Linked DNA regions of Mus musculus: region 1 is linked to region 2. A link is a contact called in public Hi-C data. All regions are on one chromosome and are shown on one strand. Each heading gives the region's core, a stretch centred on a gene start, on an enhancer-like site or on the middle of the called end of the contact. The rest is flanking DNA. Distances are from core to core; before and after follow the strand shown.

Evidence for each region. Hi-C and Micro-C count contacts between places; a contact is called where the count stands out from the background.
Region 1: a Hi-C map of nephron progenitors shows a contact between it and region 2, with 2.3 times the contacts expected there. The contact joins two enhancer-like sites. A contact is called at or near these places in 3 of 39 promoter capture datasets (the C10 cell line, cranial neural crest and liver), 4 of 484 Hi-C or Micro-C datasets (embryonic stem cells and nephron progenitors) and 2 of 115 datasets of contacts at active chromatin or transcription factors (effector CD8 T cells and embryonic basal ganglia).

Annotation. Positions count from the first base shown.
Region 1 is chr2:128,337,467-128,340,866 of GRCm38.p6, forward strand. The region is part of intron 1 of Morrbid (myeloid RNA regulator of BCL2L11 induced cell death); the gene reads right to left. Among named protein-coding and RNA genes, the nearest start is that of Gm14010, 84 kb to the right of the region's middle. Within about 2 kb of position 1,700, at least 119 of the 459 cell types and tissues checked have an H3K27ac peak or open chromatin away from gene starts, as enhancers often do. A contact at or near this core is called in nephron progenitors, where this site is marked.
Region 2 is chr2:128,085,509-128,088,973 of GRCm38.p6, forward strand. It overlaps Acoxl (acyl-Coenzyme A oxidase-like), which reads left to right. Exons shown (of 18, transcript NM_028765.3): 16 at 851-921. Among named protein-coding and RNA genes, the nearest start is that of Bcl2l11, 39 kb to the right of the region's middle. Within about 2 kb of position 1,348, at least 32 of the 459 cell types and tissues checked have an H3K27ac peak or open chromatin away from gene starts, as enhancers often do. A contact at or near this core is called in nephron progenitors, where this site is marked.

The sequences.
Region 1 (3,400 bases), core at 450-2,949, 250 kb after region 2:
GCTGAGAATATACTCCAGGGTGCTCAGTGAGGCTGGCCTCTTGTAATGAAGGACTTGGGTCTTGGGATGCAGATTGTCAATCCCACTGCATGGGAAGGAGGCAACTGCTTTTGTCCTGAGTGGGCTGGGCTGGTGCAGGGGCAGCCGTAGAGTTAACCACAGGCTAGAGGAAAGCTTCCACTTCTTCCAAGGAAGAGAGCAGCTTCAGACTTGCACAATGCTGAGGCCAGACTGGGCCAGTGTACGGCAGTGAGCCACAACTGGGATCCTGGGAAGATCCTGGAGTGATAATCCAGAACATAGAGTGAGTTCAGGCCTCAGAACACAAATTATAAAGCAGCTGGGTCAAATGACAATTGCTTATAACCTCAGTACTGGGGAGGGAGAGATGGGTGGGTCCCAGGGGCTCATTGGCCAACCAACCTAGCCCACTTGTCCAATGAGAGCACTTGGCTCAAAAACAAAACAGAAAACAAAAACAAGCCAAACAAACCACGGTGAGTGCCTAAGGACGGATGCCGGAGGCTGTTCTCTGGCTTCCATGTACACACAGACACAGACACCTACACATGTACAGACACACACATGTGATGCCTTCACAATCACTGCTGGGTCCCCTCTGCTGGACAGCTGACGAGGGATGTAGCTGGTACCTTTCCAAAAGTCCAGGCTTGACTGCATCATATTCTAGTTCATATGTATCCCTGATTGTGCCTCGAGGTACCAGTCCGGTGGACCACTCCCTTGTTACCATTCCCATATCTTCCTCATTGTGTCAAGGTCAGTGGATAAGCCATGTAGGCCCCTGGCCCACAACAGGTACCTAGGCAGCATAGGTTTGGGTTACTCTTTCTGGGCAAACATGGCCAACTCCACTGAGGGACAGTTATGCACTGAACGTCCAGGACCTTGAAAAATACCATGGTGGTTACAAAAAGAAAATGACAGAGGGCCACCACAGGGACATCCACGGTAGCCCTGAGGTGAAGCAGGTGAGCCACATTGGAACACTGACCCTTCTTCAACCAACTTGACAGCAGGTAGCAGGGGCCCCAGAAGGAGTCAAGTGTGGGTCCTCATGGAGTGATGTTTAGGGAAGCTGGCTCTTGCCTAGGCGCTTTCCCCACTGGCTGGAAGGGCTTCTTGAAGGAGAAGAGATGCCAAGGCTGGGTAAAAATGAACAGCAGGCTCATGGGGCAGGGTTCACTGTGCCCTACTTGGACTGGGGCACATGACTAGTTTTCTCTGAGCCAGCACATTTTCCATTCTAAAAATAGCTCGCAATGACCCAAGACATCTTCCCCTCCCGATAGGGCCCGTGGTTCTGTGGTGGTGTTGTTATTATTGTTTTCCCAGAATGTTTGTGATTTCTGGAAGCAGTGAGCATTGAAACCATTATGCTGTCAGTGCGTTATCTGACTGTCCCCCAGATACAACACCTTGAGGACCAATATTCGGCCCTTCGTGGAGGGAAGAGACAGCCCTGGGAGGTAAGGGGAGCCCTCCCCTTACCAACCCTCTTTAGTCAGCCTGTCTTCTCCCTCCATCATGAAAAGCAGGGGGTGCTGCTTAAGTAGAAAGGAGGAGCAGACAGCACCCCCATCCCCACCTCCATGTTAACAGCAGGGCACACCCATGAACCCCAAGGCTGTTGGCCTCTGCCAAAGCCTGACCTAGCCACAGCTGGAGGAGCTTTTAATTGAACATTGGATTTCTGTCTGCCCTGGCAACCTTCCCACATCGATGTTGGGATATTTCTGGGACGTTTAGGACACAAGCCTTTTAAAGAGGAGGTACCCAACACTAGTCAGGTGACTCCTAGGAGCCGAGTCTTTCAACTGCGGGTTTCCAAGCATGGGGCTATTTTTACATATCTGAGTGAAGGCCTATTAATTGCTGCACAAGCACTTCTAGGGAAGTTCATGTTTCCTGGAGGCCAACTGTTAACTCAAGCAATGCCAAGGCTTCTCAACGGGGCGCTGGGAGTGGGGGTTGGGAAACTTTGTGGTTTGCTAAGGAGAGACTGAAAAAAAAAAAAAAACCCACTCACTTTCCCTAAAGGGTTAATGGCTGCAGACAAGACAGCCATATTAAGTTATACCCGGCCAAGGGTGAGCAGTGGGTGAGCAACGCAGGCAAGCAAAAGAAAAAAAAAATGTAGAAAGGGGAAGATAGGAAAAAAAAAACCGCAAGCATATACACCCTCTCCCACATCTCCCAGCCCACCCCCACCCTCCGGCAGAACATTATATGTACAGGCCACAGATTGGAGTGAAGTTAAATTTGGCTCACAGGAATACAGGAAAGAAAGAAAACAGATCAAGTTACACAGAATCCTATTCAGATTTGGGCTTGGGCCTCAGCACACAATGCCTAGCTAAAGAGAACAAGGCCACGGTGTGTTGTGGAAAGCTCCACGCCCACGAGCTCTCCTTTCCCTGTAGTCATCTGCTGGCCCAGCCCTGGGCTGCAGGCTAATTCCCTGCTCTGCAGGTGGAGACGGGATAAAACAAACCAAAATGGTGTAATGGACTGCAGGAAACCCTTCTTTCAGAACTTGATCAGCCTCCAGAAAGGAAACACGCATGGACTTTTCTCCCGACAGCAATCTGTTTTCTTAGGGTGCAGCGAGCAAGAGGCCTGGTGGCCAGGGTAAATAAAACAGCCAGTGGCAGGACTTTTGGCAGGCTGGGTTGCACAGGAAATTTGAAAAGACCGCTTCCTACACTCTGATTCCAATCAAAAGTGAGCTGTCAATCTTGCAGGACGGAGGCACTTGAAAAGCACAAGCCAGGAAAGAGACGCTGCGGGGTGGAAACCCGAGTGGCAGGTGTGTGCCTGGAACCCTCTCCGGCTCCCTCGGGCTGGGTCACCTGGCTCGAACCCAGTCCCAGAAGCCGGATTCTCCAAGTCTTCCAACTGGAGCCAAACAGGACTGCTGGATCGAAACTCTAGGTGGATTTTGGCTTCTCCTTTGAGCAGCTGGGCAGGCTAAGTGGCCCCTGCATGTAAAGCCAGCTATGAGATGGTCAGGTATGTGTTAAACAGGAGAGATTAGACCCTGTCCCTTGAGCAGACAGAGAGGAGAGAGGAGAGAGTCCCGCCAGTGCTCCCCGGGGAAAGTCTCACAATGACCTAAGAATCACCCCCCCCATACTGCTGCGGAGTAGGGTCTTTACAAAGCTATCCTATCCTATACTATTTGAGTTTCTCCTGACTCTAGGTGGGCTGGGCAGGGAGAACACAGACCTCATTGTACAGTGAAGAAGGAAGATGCCTAGCAAGGTTTCTCTTTGCCTCAGAGAATATGGCCTACCATCTGAACAGACATATGCCAGGCCAGGCTGGGTGGTCCAGGATCCTCAGACCTGGGTGTACGTGACAGTCACCAGCCTTCATC
Region 2 (3,465 bases), core at 98-2,597:
TGAACCCAGCACTGAGTCCAGCAGCAAGAGGGCAATCCAGAGAGATTAGACAGTAAAGGGTCCATCTATCCCTGTCAAAGGAAGAGGACTGAAGTTCAGGGATGGCAGGGAATTATCTTACGCAAACACCTTCAAAAGTGAAATAACACAGTCAAAACCACAAGTAGGGGAAAAAGAAAAGTCTATGTGCTTACTTAGATAAAAACCAGTGCTCACATAGCAGGCCTTTGATGAGAGACTGGCCTTAGATACAGAAAAGAGGAAGGTACTTTATAGAAACTGTAGCATGCCCAGAACCAGTAAGGCTAATTTAAATATCCATTAAAATCTGTTCTATGAGCCATCTTGTGTTTTCCTTAGCCATTCTGTTGGAGAAAGTTGAGGAAAAATGACTAACTACATCTGGGGAAGTCTGGGGCTTGCTTGGGTCAACATCTGGGGACATATTATGCTTCAACCACATAGTGAATTAATGCAGTGGAAATCACTGTGGAAGAGGGTAGTTAAAGGTAGATACCAAAGGTACCAAGGCTGTTGGGATTCTCTTTACGGAGTCACTGGAATGGAGATTGAGTGTTTTCTCAGGATGGCTCATGCAGTGGCTGAACCTAGGACTTTCTGGTGGTTCCCACGGATGCGGGCTGGCCTTGTGATCTGCCTAGCCCACTGTGGGGAAGTCACTGACACGGATTTCAGCCCATGTAGTGAGCAGGCAAGGAACTCTACATGCCCCCAAGCAGCCACACCCAGCATGCCATGTGTTTTTGCCATAACCATGAGGTTGTCCCCCACATGGCAGTGCTGGCAGTCCCCAGGGAGGCCACTCACCTTTCTGTCTCTTCCCTTCCAGTTGCACTAGAGCAGTTCACGACGGCAGTGAGGCAATGTCCCAACAGGGAGGACCAGGCTTTGCTAATGAAGGTAGGTTATCAGCTAAATTCTTATTTCCTTAAAGCCTCCTAGCGTTTTTTGATTGCCCGGAGGAGAGCACCGGTTTTTGTTTTTTTTTTTTTTTTTTACAAGCGGGAGTAAATTTATCATCTCTGAATTTTGTGCTCCACGGGGATACACTTGTCAGTGGCTGGCGGGAGGGTGGCTGGTTAATGAGCACAACCACAGTCTGTGGAACACAGAAGTGACAGGGAAGTGGGTGTCGACAACTAGCAGGGAGCCTACGTGATTCTCAGTGGACCTGGTTGGTTTTATTTAAACTTCTCTGACAGTCTCGATTCTTTCAGCAGATTTATGAGACTTGGCCAAATTCCATGTCTCCGATTTATACTTTTTAATTAAGACAAAGAATCCCACACCTTCCTGGTTGGCCCCATCCTCCCTATCGTCACCAGCGGGAATGCCATACAAATCAGACCACTTGTGTCAACTGTCGAGACAGTCAACTCATGTCTTAGGTTCTTTGTCCTTGAATCGAAAACAAACTCCTTTTCTTCTCAGGAATAACCATTTTATCTCTTCCCTGATGGCATGGACAGAAGTGCGGTATAACCTATATTTAGGGTGTGCATTTAGGAGAGCCGATAAAGGTCAGGCAAACAGCCTGTGCAATCTTAATAAAAACTGTGTCTGAAGGCAAGAAAGCGGCTCGCAAGTGTAGAGACACACGCACGTTTCCACTGATGACTAAGCCTCCTGTTTTCACCTAGAAATGTACATACTGACCTTGAACACCAGTGTTTCCATGATGTCATTTCCATCCTGTGCCTTCAGGAAACCGTGTATACCAGGAGTTGCATTTCTTTACCTAAATACAGTTTCTTTACCAGGTGTCTTCTGACTTGAGAAATGGGTGGGAAAAAAATAGGATGTTACTCTTAAGGGATTTTTCAACTCATTTGCCTAAGGGGTGATATTTTTGGTCTGTCTATTTTTTTTGTTTGTTTGTGTTATTTTTTTAACTTTCAATGATGCTTATTTTATAATAAGGAAGGTCTGCTGATTCCAAGTGTTGAGTTTATCTGGGAAGCCCAGTTCATCTGAGTCCAGGCTGTGTGAGGCCCTGACTTGGCCTGACAGATTTAAGCACATGAGATGTTTTGGTAGTCTGAGGTCTCCCACACTGATGTTCATTCCCTGCTATGAGCTCCATGCCTCAGCCTGTCCTTCCAAGGACTGGTTGGTTTCCTGTGACCTTGAAGCAGCCTTGGTCACAGACACTCACCTTTTATCCATTATCCATTCATGGGTCAAGACACAGAACCTTCGTCCTCTTCCTTTGCATTCTGTCCGGCATCTTCTCTCTCTCCTCTCCTGATCACCTGGACCCCTGTTCAGGGGGAGAGACTACTGGGTTCCATTCCGTCCTGTAAGTGAGCCTCACTGAAACTTATGTGGGCATCTCAGAGGTGTTTTCAGAGAACAGAACCACTAAGCTCAGGAGGCCACACCATCCGGCTACTTCTAGTTGCCCTTGTGGTCATGTGTCTGAGTCCCTCTCTCGATTTCTTCTGAGCTAAGACAAGTGAGTAAAAACAGAAGCTACCTGAAGGCCACCCCTCCTCCCAAGCTGCCTCCTGTTGCCTCTCACGGCTGCACCAGGAGAGACGGCTCCTTTAGTCCACTTGGTTAGACATAAACACTTGGACTTGGGAGAAGGTCAAGCTTTCCCAAGATGTTTTGGAATGTGTGCACCTCTCAGGATTTTGTGTTTTCCTTCATGTTTCTTCAGACTGTATGACCACACTAACTGAGAGAGCTGTCTGTGGGTGTTTTTTACAGTATCTTCGAGATATTTGAGCAGGCCTCATCAAAGAAGTTTCACTGAACAAAAATGTGTGCTTTGCTCATATCTACGAAGACTACTTTGTAATTTTTTTTTCAAGAGATTGAGGTTTCTTTCATGTCACTTAGGAGAGGCCACCATGTGGGTGTGACAGGAATGTGTAGGATTTTTTTGTGGATATGTATAAAAGGATGTAAGAGAACAATAGATCATTTTGAACACTCAATCAGCTGACCCTTGATGTTCACTTTGGTGTACTTGGAGTTTATATGTAGTAAAATTCTTTTGTGTGTACGTGCATGCATGCATGCATGTGTGTGTGTGTAGTTGAGTATTTTGATCGTATTTGTCTCCCTCCCCCAACTCCTCCAAGATCCATCCCCCTTCCCAGCAGCTGTCAATTGCCAATAGCTCCTTCCCTAGGGGTGGGAGCCCAACTGTGTGCCCAACTCCCCTTAACTCCCCTCTCCACACTGGGATTTGGTCTGTATTTGCACAAGTCTTTTGCATGCTGTCACAAAACTGTAGTTCATATGTGCAGCTATCCTGCTGTGCTCAGAAAACACTGTTTGGGTTATCCACTTTCTGGCCCTTACCATCTTCATATAACCTCTGCTACAATGATCTCTGAGCCTTGAAAGGAGCAAGTGTATTATAAATATTCCATTCAGAGCTGAGCATTCCTAAGTCTCTAATTCTCTGCACTTTGGACAATTGTGGGTCTCTAT